Regions from separate parts of the Zea mays genome. Here region 2 is linked to region 1. The links are chromatin contacts, called in public Hi-C maps. All regions are on one chromosome and are shown on one strand. Each heading gives the region's core, a stretch centred on a gene start, on an enhancer-like site or on the middle of the called end of the contact. The rest is flanking DNA. Distances are from core to core; before and after follow the strand shown. Region 1 holds the start of LOC100304361 (farnesylated protein 3). Region 2 has its middle 90 kb from the start of LOC100304361.

Region 1 (5,504 bases), core at 2,401-4,900:
AAAGGACACCAAGAATATGGATTTTTCCGACATCACTGGCAATGTTAACTGAGAAAGCTCCGTCTATTCCGGACAACAGACTACAGAGTACTAGCAGCAAGCTATTTCAAAACTAGCATATATAATACATCTTTGTACAGAAATAAAAGCCAAAGGTGAAAGGTGCAACACAAAATCCTACTAACCAGTAGCATACACAATATGAAAAGTCCACAAACCAGCCCAGAGTTTACTTTGTACCAGACAGAAAGTTCAACCTTAGAAATAGAAGAGAAAAGTTCTAAACTTCCTGAACCTCCAAAATCAGGGGATAACTCAATCCCCTCTTATTTTCGCGCTTAAGGTCACTTGGTTCTGGCTTTCTTACATCAGAGAACAGGCATTCGGGTTCTCGTCGCTGAAGAGCTGAGGAGGGTACTGGTAGGCATATCCGTATTCGCTCAGATGATTGGACCTCGGGTAGTGCATATACATGTTAGCAACGGCGCCAGGGTCTTTGTCTTTCCCTTCATCACCAGCATTGCCATCATCCTTCTGATTATCCGCTTCTTTCTTGTCTTCATCTTTCTTTTCCTCCTTGCCATCATCCTTCTTCTCCTCCCCACCTTCGGCTGCCTTCTTGTCATCCTTGGCATTTCCATCATCAACATTCTCAGCTGCAACCGGCTCAGACTTGACGATAGCAGCGTGCTTGCCAGTGCGCCTATACACATAATCAGACAGCTTGGCCTCCTCGAACACACCCTTCACAGTGACTTGAGAAGCCTTGAGGTCTGCCTCTACAGATTGCACGCCTGCAAGGCCACATTACAAATTAATTACTGAATTCTTGATATGTCTGCCTTGATTTGACATTCGCTAACTGAAGTAATAGTTAATTGACAATATACAGCATAATTTGCACTGTTCTCATTTAAAGATATTTTTTGTTAAAAAAGTAAAGCTAGTGAACTTAATCTAAATTTATTTGTAGTTTTTGTGACATGTTAACTACATGTTCAGTGCACCTCTCAGTCGAATACAAGGAGACAAGAGTACAAGACCAAGCATATCTTGTACCAAGCAGAAATTGAAACAGCGTAATAGTTATCAAGTTCCACAGACAGACTGAATCTTGACTGGTGTAATCATTGAAGTTTGATGTACCTTGCTAAAAATATAAAACATCATCCATCACAAGAAGACTTTAGTGAACTAATGGAAAGCTATGTTATGATGTGAACTGTCCGCCTCTCTCTCCATCAGTGTAAGCTTTTCGATTGAACTGATTGATGCATTGCATGCAACTTAATATGGTATCAGAGGCAAAGGTTGAACTGATTGATGCATGCAGCTTAATATGGTATCAGAGGCAAAGGTTACGAGTTCGAATTCTGGTTAGCACAATTAAATAAACATGCTCACTCATATTCAATGTCTAGGGCTCAGAGGCTCGATATGATGCGGAGTGTTAAAATACAAGTGAATTGTCCACCTCACTTCATCAGCTTATTTTTTTTGGTTGAACCCTGAGAGAGGCTCGACGAGATGCGGAGTGTTAAAATACAAGTGAATTGTCCACCTCACTTCATCAGCTTATTTTTTTAGTTGAACTGGTTGGTGCATGCAACATAATAGCAACAAATTTATACCTTTCATCTTGAGGATTCTCTTCTTGATCACTTGTGTGCAAGCCTCACAATGCATATGCACCTTGAGCACCACAGCGAGCACCGTTGCCTTTAGTACAAAACAAAACATCAATGTCTCAGTCCCATATCATAGAAACAATAGCAGTACACAATGCCCATAAAATTGATGCGGCAAATATTTGGAAGTAAAAATGGCAATGCAGTGTGTTCAAGAATCTAGGTAAGGATAATTCACCTCCTCTTTCTTCTCGGTTTTTGGTGGCTCAGGTTCTTCCTTTTTCTCCTCTTCCTTCTTCTCTTCTTTCGGTGGTGGCATTGGTGAGAGAAGCTCTACCTTGCGGCCTGTCTTCTTCTGCACCCGTTCCACCACCTTCATTGGGTCAGCAGCTGCCTTTTTCCCCTTAACGACCACCTTGTGTGCCTTCGTATCTGCAATAACATCTTCAACACCTGCACATCACAAAACCAGTATTCAGACTCTAGAAGCTCAATTAAACGACTCACACATTTGCACAAAAATAATTGCATAAAGAGGCAGCATACAAATTTCAGATAAATTCGTGGAACTTCAGTTCCGAGTTGAGGATACAATAATTAGTTAAACTTATGGCATACCCAGAATGGCAGAATCTTTACCATAATCCAATTACCAACATCAGATGACAGACAGAAGGGTTACATCTTTTTTAAGGCAACCTGGAAACTTTTTGAACATATGCCCAGAGAGGCATATACTAAACTGGAGTCGTCTGCATTATGAGATACTTGATTGGGCGTTAAGGTTGCTGGGATCTAAATTGTTTCACCACTAACACAGGATAACGTGCGACTCAGAGTGGTCTCCTCGAAGCAAGTATTTGCACACCTAACGTTTTCAAATGTAACTAAAACACCCACATGGTTTCGCATAAAAATTGCTATCCAGAGTCAATATCATAGAAGTCATCTGGAAACAAGTGGCGCCGCCATGTACTGTATGTACTATGATGATGCACAAGTACAAAGAGAAAATGACCAGTAGATTAAAAAAAGGAGAAAATTTTCAAACTCGCACCTTACGAAAGAGACGCCTTTAAACGTTCCCTTAAAGCGATGCAGTACACAAATAACTTGGTTACATTTCAAATGACTACAAAAACTACAAAAGTTTGCCCTTTTTCCAGAAGTACCGTAGAAACTCACTCCATGATTCAGATAGAGGAACCTGATTTCAAATAAAACATGGGAAAACAGAAAAAAACAAAAAAAAATGCAGATTTCAACATGATTTTTGTAACCATGGAAGAAGAGCAGAGCTAACAGTGCCAATATGCGAGGTCCTGTTAGGAAATCGGAGAGAAAAAAATAACAACTAATAGTATGCCAACTATCAAGAACACATCCTGTTAAAAAACAAAACAGTATACAAGAACACAACGGCACAAAGTACATCAGAAAAGAGAAGAGGTAATCTATTACCATCAAATCCCTTGAGAATCTTCTTGACCTTGCGCGCACAACCCTCGCAGTGCATGAAGACCCGCATGACCACCTCCTCCGGCGGCGGCGGTGGAAGAGACGGGGCCTCGTTCTTCTTCTCCTCCCCTCCTCCCCCCTCGCCCTTCTTCTCCTCCGCCTCCTTTACTTTGTCGGCCGGGGGCGCCGCCTCCTTCGCCTTCTCCTCCTGCACCAACACAGACAAAACAAAGCACATCAAGATCTTCCCGCACCTCTCCCAGTGTCAGAGGCTCAGAGCATCGCCGCCAAGAAGCAGCAGGCATTACCTCGCCCATGGTTCGCCCTCCTCTGCTGCACTCTCAAAGCCCTAGTGCTCAGTTTCAGTCAGTCACGCCTCTGCCGAATGGCGAGTGAGTGAGCGGTGGTTCTTGCTTCCGTTGGGAGTGAGCTGTAGGTAACTTTTGGCTGGCTGTAACTCACTGACGCTACTTGTAAGTTGTAACGCACCGCGCGCCGCAAGGGGCCAGAGGCCAGCGCCTAGCGGGGACGACGGTGCGGCGGGTTAGTGGGTCAGGCCGCCGGTCCGCACTGAAAATGCGTTGCAATTAAGAGCATCTTCAACAGTTTCTTAAAGGGAGAAATATCCTATGCAATCACTTATCCTGATGCAAACATTCAATCAAGCGATCTGGTGCATCCGATCTAGATCTAATGATGACTGTTATTTTATATTTAATCCCTTCCACCTAAAACATAATACCTATTTTATTTTTAACTCCTTCCATATGAAACCGTTGGATCTAGATTAGATGCTCTGGATAGTTTGATTTCACGCTTGCACCAAAATGAGTGATTGCACAGGATATGTCCTCTTCTTAAAGTATTCTAAATATAGTTTTTTGAAAAAACATAAAAATATGTTTCCAACATTTTTTCTAAAGCGTTCGCAATTTTTTTATAGCCCTTAAAACTTCCCCATTTATAGCTACAAATGAGGAGTTTTTTAGGCTCCCTAGAAACAATCTGCCGCTTTAAGGGTGCGGTTGGTTGATGAGTGGGAAAGAATAGAGTGGCTCCATTCTAATTTTCTGGTTGTTTGGTTTCCAACAAAATAAGAGTGTAGTGGCTCCTGGACCTCTTATGAAAATTTACTATAAGTAGTTGAAACGCTACCGCTCCACAAAAACAACCGGATGCGAGCGTTCTCCTGGACGTGATCGCTCTCCCTCCCATCCTCCCCTCTATACTCATATGGCTCTCGAACCAAACAAATAATCGAACGGCTCCGCTCTATTCTACTCTTCAACCAAACAATAAATGGAACGACTCTGTTATTCTTGCCAAACGCAGAATAGAATGACTTTATTCTCAAATACTAGAATGGAGCCACTCTATTATATTTGACTCTCCAACCAAACGCACCCTAAGGCATCCGTTGGAGTAAGGATTAAAATCTACCCCCACTAATTATTTAGATGTCCCTTAAAACTGATTTTGAGGAGTTATTTTCTGGAGAGCTCTTGGAGATGCTCTAATCACACCTGTCGTAGACTCTTCTCTAAAAATAGCAATGAGTACCCGAAACTCATATACTCGACACGTTTTACCTAATATAAAAGTGGGTATGGTACAAGTATAGATATATACTACCCATACCCGAATATCCATGTGTAATTTATACTCACCTCAGCTATATATATAATAATCTACTAAATTCTGTACATATAAATATATATTAGCTAAAAACATGATCACCTTGCATGTTTCTATATTACTTAATTATTTATCTTCTTTTGGAGATGCTCTAATCAGGCTTGTCGTAGGCTCTTCTCTAGAAATGGCAATGAGTACCCGAAACTCATATACTCGACACGTTTCTCAATTATTTCTCTTCTTTTATTTACTTACATTTTATTATTTATAATTTCAAATACACCATATATTCATTAGATTTATGCTATTTAATATGTGTTTAGCGGGTATCTAATAGGGTATGGGTTACCCGATGGGTTTTTTCATCGATGCGGGTACGAGTATGTCGGTGTTTATGACCCGACTGTGCACCATGGGATTCCCTACGCGATGCTTTTGAGCAGGACGGTGTCGTTGATTGCAACTCGATGGTACGTGCCGGAGCACGTCAGATTGCACAAGGATTTATACAGGTTTGGGTCGATAGAATGCGTAACAACCTACTTTTTGTTGAGACTATATATTGGAATTGCACTAGGGTACACGGATTACAAATGAGCTAAGGGTGGTGGAGGATGAGTTCTCCTGCCGATTTAGTAGCGTGTGGTTGCTACAAGAGGGCTAATGAGCTTTGAGATGGTGCTAGGATGTGGCCGATGAGAGATGGTATGAGATGTTTCGTAGGGTTACCCCATCGGCCTTGTATAGGTGACCAGAGGGTTATCCCTTTACAAGTTGTGATCA
Region 2 (6,156 bases), core at 3,242-5,741, 88 kb before region 1:
AGCAAGAGCATCATGGACGCAATGCGCGTCCTTCTGAATTGTTTTGTGACCACTATATCGAAGTTGTGTATCTCTCTCACTCTTAAATTACATAAACAACAACCAAATCAAATTAGTGAAGGATCTCTTTGACGACAAGACATCACTCGCTCTCCGCTCTCGAATGAATCACATAAACTTTGGGTATGCATGTACCAGGGCCCTTTGCAGCTCTCACTGAACACTCGTGATCAGTCCTTTTTGTGACGAGTCCCCTCCTCCGCCTTGATGCCCGGACGATGCCGGAGCGACGACGGCGGGTAGAAGCGCTTGGCTCCGGTGGCGTCCAGCATCCTCTGGCTCAGCGGCGGCCCCCCGTCTCTGGCGCTGTACAGCGCGTGGGACTGACAGCTGAGGACCTCGGGGGCGAGGCAGGCGACGAGCGGTACCGGCCGGTACAGCGACGGCCATGTCACGTACCAGGCCCCTCTCTGGATGCCCGTCCAAGGCTACCTCGCACAGTCGCACAGCTTCTCCACACGGGCCACTGGGAACACCCCGATCTGCACCTGCATGCAAACGACGTATATATATATATGCATGTCCCTGGCTCACGTAGTTTTTTTTTTTTTTTTTTTTTTTGCAACTTACATCTCTGGCCTCCAGGTCAATGGCGACCTGGCCGTCTTTCTGGATAACCTTGCCTTTGGTCATCTCGGACTCCACGAATCCGGCCGTCAGTATAGTCACCCCAACCTCCGATCCAAGCTCGGATCTCAGTGTCTCGTAGAACCTCAGCTGTGCTGCCTTGGTAGCCTGTTTGTGTTGTGCACACATAACGACAGAATTTAATTAATTAATATTTTCGAGAGCCATTCTGGCGTTTCTCTATTTTCTGAATTAGCTACTACTAGGTACTCATACGTACATACTCTTCCGTTGTTCGTTGCTTACATTGTACAGGCTCAGCCGAGATGTCGGCGCCGTGGCCGCCGTTGAGGAAGTCACGACGAGTTTTCCTCTGCTGGCCTTGAGGTGTGGCAGCGCGTAGTAGGTTGGGTAGACAGAGCCCCAGAAATTCACATCCTGAATGGACGCATGTGCATATATGCATGTCAAAAACGTATCGGCTCCGTTCTTTCTTATTTATCGTTATTAGTTAAAAAAATAAAATAGCGGACGATAATATTCGAGAACGGAGGTGAATGTAGTATTTAATTGATTTACCATCATTTTGTTGAACCCAGTTATGTTGGTCACTTCGTCGAAGAAGCAGCTGGACCAGACCCCGGCATTGGCGACTAGATGGTTCACTGACAGTGAACCACACACACACAAATTAATACAGCGACGCAGACAAGAAAATCAGGTCTCAGCTGACCATGAACAGGATGCAGGACGGATAGAGACAGAGACGGTCTCGTACGTTTACCGAAGTGAGCGACGGTGTCCTCGACGGCACGCCGCGATTGCTCGGCGTCCGAGACGTCGGCCGGAATGACAAGAACGTCCGGCGCGCCACGCTCCAGGGCGGCCGCCGCAACGCCCTCCAGCGCTTGCTTCCTCCGGGCCACCAGCGCAAGGCACGCGCCTTTCTTCGCGTACTGGTACGCAAGCTCCTGCACAATTGATCCCGTGTACTGATTACTGAGTTAATTACAACACCCCGCCTAGTCTGTTCCTATACAGTCAGAGACGGTGTGACGTCTGTCGTTTGTTGTTTCCTCAAATGTTTTGAACTGTGCTTAATTATATCACGTAAATGTCGATCTTCCTTTGTTTCAGAATCGGAATTGGCCTTAATTTTGTTTTGAATCAGACTATCTTATGTCTAATTAAATTTATATAAAATTACAAATATTTATGATATCAAATAAATATCATTAGATTTGTCATCGAATTTATTCTCGTAGTATATATGCCAATTTGGTACAATGAATTTTGATATCAATCTCTAGAAATCTAGTTGAACTTTAGATGGTTTGACTCGAGGCAGGACTAATATAATAAATTTCTTTCTAGGACATTGACAAGTACGGGTAAATGAGATATGGACACACGTTTATCAACTTACTTCATGTTTAAGAGTCGACATGCGAAACATTTGTATCAGTTTGATGTCATGACACTAGAGACCTCTCTCTATAACTACTAGACAACCTGCTTGTCTTCTTAGGGCAGCGCTTGAAGGGGGTAACGGGTCATTAGGCTATCTACATACTACAACAGATTTTCTATCACATCCTCTATTTCATTCTCTATTTTAAACTTCTCTCTGCAAACAGTGCCAAACAGTACCATTTATAGTTCTACGTCCCCTATATTACACAGTCTACCAAAGACAACCTTGGGACGGTGGTAAAAAAGGTACAACAATCAATAGCTCGAACCCTTATCCATAGTGGATGTGTTTCTCAGTCTCACGGATGGAAAATTGAACAAATCCTTTTTTACATCTACAATGCTATCCGATTCTCCCCCTAATTTGATTTTACAGAAAAATGTTATGAATGCCTCGAGCGAAACATAACAACCACATATGGAACTTGGTGATGGAGATCACCATGATAAATGACCACTGTCTCCCATTTAATATGATTATCTATGCTATTTTATTTTTCTATCATACTATTCATACATGAGCTAAATATGATAGTTAAATTCTCTTACAAGGTGTTTGGATCTATTCATCTCGAAGGAATTGGAATTTACTTAATAAAATAACCTATTTAGTTTGGAATTTGGCATTCCACCACTTTCTAATGTTCGGATATAAGTCTATCTCAAATTCATGGGGTGGAGAATGGGAAATGATTTTATATATCATTAGAATTTGTTTCTACTCTGCAACTTATAGAACACTCTTTGGCTCACTCATGTAGAGTAAAAATGTAGCGCATAAATATCTCCGACACGTTGCTAATAATAGCATACAAATATATTTTTGCATAAAACTGAATTAGCTTAATTGATACGGGTCTAAATGAATTTTATTAGAAAAAAATTAAGAATTCATTTTGATGCTCTTCCTATTGCTATGCATATAATGATTCTAATCACCACTTGGTATGTATGCCAAAGAAGAGTGTCATTGATTACTTTAATCTAATATAGTGGACATTAGACATTTGCATGCATATTGTTAGTTTGCTTAAAGAGGCTACCAAATTAAATTTAGGCATTACACTATCGGACACATCTGGTTATCTTTTTTTTTTGGAGGTGGCACCAGCTAGCTAGCAACCCGGAGTCCTCCGTCTCAATCTAAGCCACACATTTTTTTTTCTCAAACTTCGCATAGGGTGGATTTGAAATCCTGACCTCCCTCTCGCGTACAACCTTGCATATCACTATATCACTATACCACTGCATCACTTGTTTCTATGTTATATTTTTTTCCTCTTCACATATTATAATAAATCGAGTGTAAATTGGTTGTATGTAGCACTATTTACATGGTGAAGTTTGAATATAGAAGGTGAGATAAGGAACGAGATATGATAGATGCTAGAGGTAGCCTTAATAAATATTCTTCTAGATCTAGTACCAGAGACCATGTAACTAGTATACTAAAGATTATTGCCTTTTCAGTCTTGGTTGTACCGTACTGATTAGAGATCGGGTAGTGTAGCTAATCGTCATTTCTGCACTGTGTTATTGAGGATATAAGTATCATCACCGTCTCTTGAAACAATGCCAAGTGGCCATCAACTCGGCAGGATTTGCAGACCTTGGTGCTCTTTGTGGCAATGATATATAGCCCAATTGCCCAAATTGACGGACACGGAGAAGTTGATGCCAATGCATGGGAGCAGGCCCTGCTGCCCATCTCAAACCATCTTTCTCGCTGAGCCAAATCATGGTGGGCTGTACATCTTTCTATGCAGGTCACTCATCACTACATGAACGGTTGCTTGGTTGGGCATTTCAGCAGCGGTCTGTCGATCTGCCCGGACCACCACACCAACTTTGCGTACATGCAATGCAATGCAGTGCAGATTTAATTTAACACTTCTCACTGCTCAAGAAGTTATATCCCATGACAAATCGTTGAGCACACAAAACGTCCTCGCGAACGGTCCGTCCGCGAGTGCGCAGAATCAGTTAGAGTTTCGAGTTTCTCGCGGTATTTTTGGCTAAAACCGTGGGATTAGCTCGTGAAATAACTTGTAGCGGATCCAGACATCCCCTTTATACAGATAAAGGCTACGACTGATTGACCCCTACAATCGATCAAATCTATTTATCAGTTTATCTTTTCATTCTTCTAATTCCTAGGAGTAGGAGTAATTTAGCCTTAGGACTAGATCTAGTTTAGTCTTCTACAACAATATTTACTCGGTTCTACGTCAATTAGAGAAGTACCATGCGGCCTGCCCACCCAGAGCAATCCATTGGAACTCTCCCCCTCCACAGGATATCTGCCCACCCGGATAGCACTGACACGAGCATTGAGTAGCAACTAGCAACATGCATCCGGATCCACACACGTACGGGACGGATCGGAGTTCCAGGAGCAGACTGGTCCGGCAGGCACAGCTGCTCGCTCGCATTCGGCCGGCGTCGCGTACGTACCTGAGCAGCATATGCATGTGCATGATGATGTGTACGTACGTTCTCGTCGTCCTTCTTCCTACCCGGCAGCATCGTCGCCATCATACCGCCGCCTGCAGGTACCGATTCCAGACGGCCACGTTCACAACAGTGCAGAAAACTCTCACGCGCGCACAAAAAAATAAAATAAATCTTGACGTATGAATTCCATCGTCTGTCGTATCGAATGATTCGTCCGCCATGCCCATACATAGTGTACGAATCATTAGATACGGCAGATCGAATTTATACGTCAAGAATTTTTTATTTTGTTTACAATGGGTATGATAATTTTTTTACAGTGCCGATATATATAATAGAGGGAGCTAGACAGACAAGAGTGTCAAAGTTTTGGCCGCTCTATAGTATAGATGTCCAAACGGGCCACCCGGCACGGACCCGGCCCGAACCCGTTTCGGCCCGGTACGAATAGGATCGGGCCAGGCACGGCCCGTTGATGCTTCGGGCCGGGTCGGGCTGGCCCACGTGCCTAGGGACATGCCCAAACCCGGCACGCACAGGGAAAAATCGTGCCGGGCCGGCCCGTTGGCCCGGTGGGCCTCAACGGACCGGGCACTGGCCCGAACCAACAGTAGAACGGTATATAAATACATATATTTAACAGAATTAATCATATATAATAACATATTATTTATATATATTAAGACAACAAAATATTTATGTATGCATTTTATATTTATGTATGCATTTTATATATGTTTGGCCGCGTATTTAGTATTTACATACTAGAAGAGAATTAAATGTATTTACATATTTAGTATTTACATAAATATGCGGGCCGCCGTCGGGCCGACCCATTTATCGGGCCGGGCCGGGCCAAAGCACGCGGGCCGCCGTATGTGCCCATACCCGGCCCGCTAAACGGGTCGTGCCGGCCCGGGCCCGTAACCGACCGTGCCAGGCCGTGTTTGGACCGGGCTAAATTCGTGCCGTGCCACGGGCCAAACGGGCGGCCCGCACTGTTTAGACATCTATACTCTATAGTAATATATCAATCACGTGCGCGTACGAGATTCCAAGCTGTATGTCGTATAGAGGACTGCAAAGCAACGACGACAGATTTCGTTTCACAGGGTTGTTGTTTCTTGTCTCATCTGAGTTCAGAAATATATTCGTTTTCAAATGATTACGCGTGCACGCACACGAACAGGTTCGTATCATACCAGCAGTGTGCTACAATTACGTTCAATTTTTTTACCAGTATACTACAAAACTTCAATTTCATACTATTACATATTCCCAGCTAGAGATGTCAATAGTTACGGGTACGGGTAAATAACCGCAGATAATTATCCATTAGATATGAGTATGGTGGAATCTGGTATCCGCGGGTACGATTATGGATATAATAAGGTATCCGTGAATATTTTTTCGCGGTATAGATATCCAGTATCCATACCCGTTACCCAATAGATATCTGATATGTGGGTCATCCGGATTTAATATATTATCCTAAATTTTAATTTTGCAATTTTTATCTATGACATGTTGATTGGTGCTGAAATTATCATTTGATCATGATAGAATGATAATTATTTTTTTCAAATGTGATAAAATTGTTGT

What was found. A called contact is a pair of places that touch in the nucleus more often than the background predicts.
Region 2: a contact with region 1 is called in a Hi-C map of tassel, with 4 times the contacts expected there. The contact joins the enhancer-like site here to the promoter of LOC100304361 in region 1. A contact is called at or near these places in 3 of 25 Hi-C or Micro-C datasets (ear, root tip and tassel).

What each region holds. Positions count from the first base shown.
Region 1 is chr5:167,422,608-167,428,111 of Zm-B73-REFERENCE-NAM-5.0, reverse strand. It overlaps LOC100304361 (farnesylated protein 3), which reads right to left and starts at 3,650. Exons shown (of 5, transcript NM_001165799.1): 1 at 3,395-3,650; 2 at 3,090-3,294; 3 at 1,867-2,081; 4 at 1,632-1,719; 5 at 51-794. The coding sequence starts at 3,403. The coding sequence ends at 364.
Region 2 is chr5:167,511,081-167,517,236 of Zm-B73-REFERENCE-NAM-5.0, reverse strand. It overlaps the pseudogene LOC103628654. Among protein-coding and RNA genes, the nearest start is that of LOC100304361, 90 kb to the right of the region's middle. Within about 2 kb of position 4,491, at least 12 of the 20 cell types and tissues checked have an H3K27ac peak or open chromatin away from gene starts, as enhancers often do. A contact at or near this core is called in ear and tassel, where this site is marked.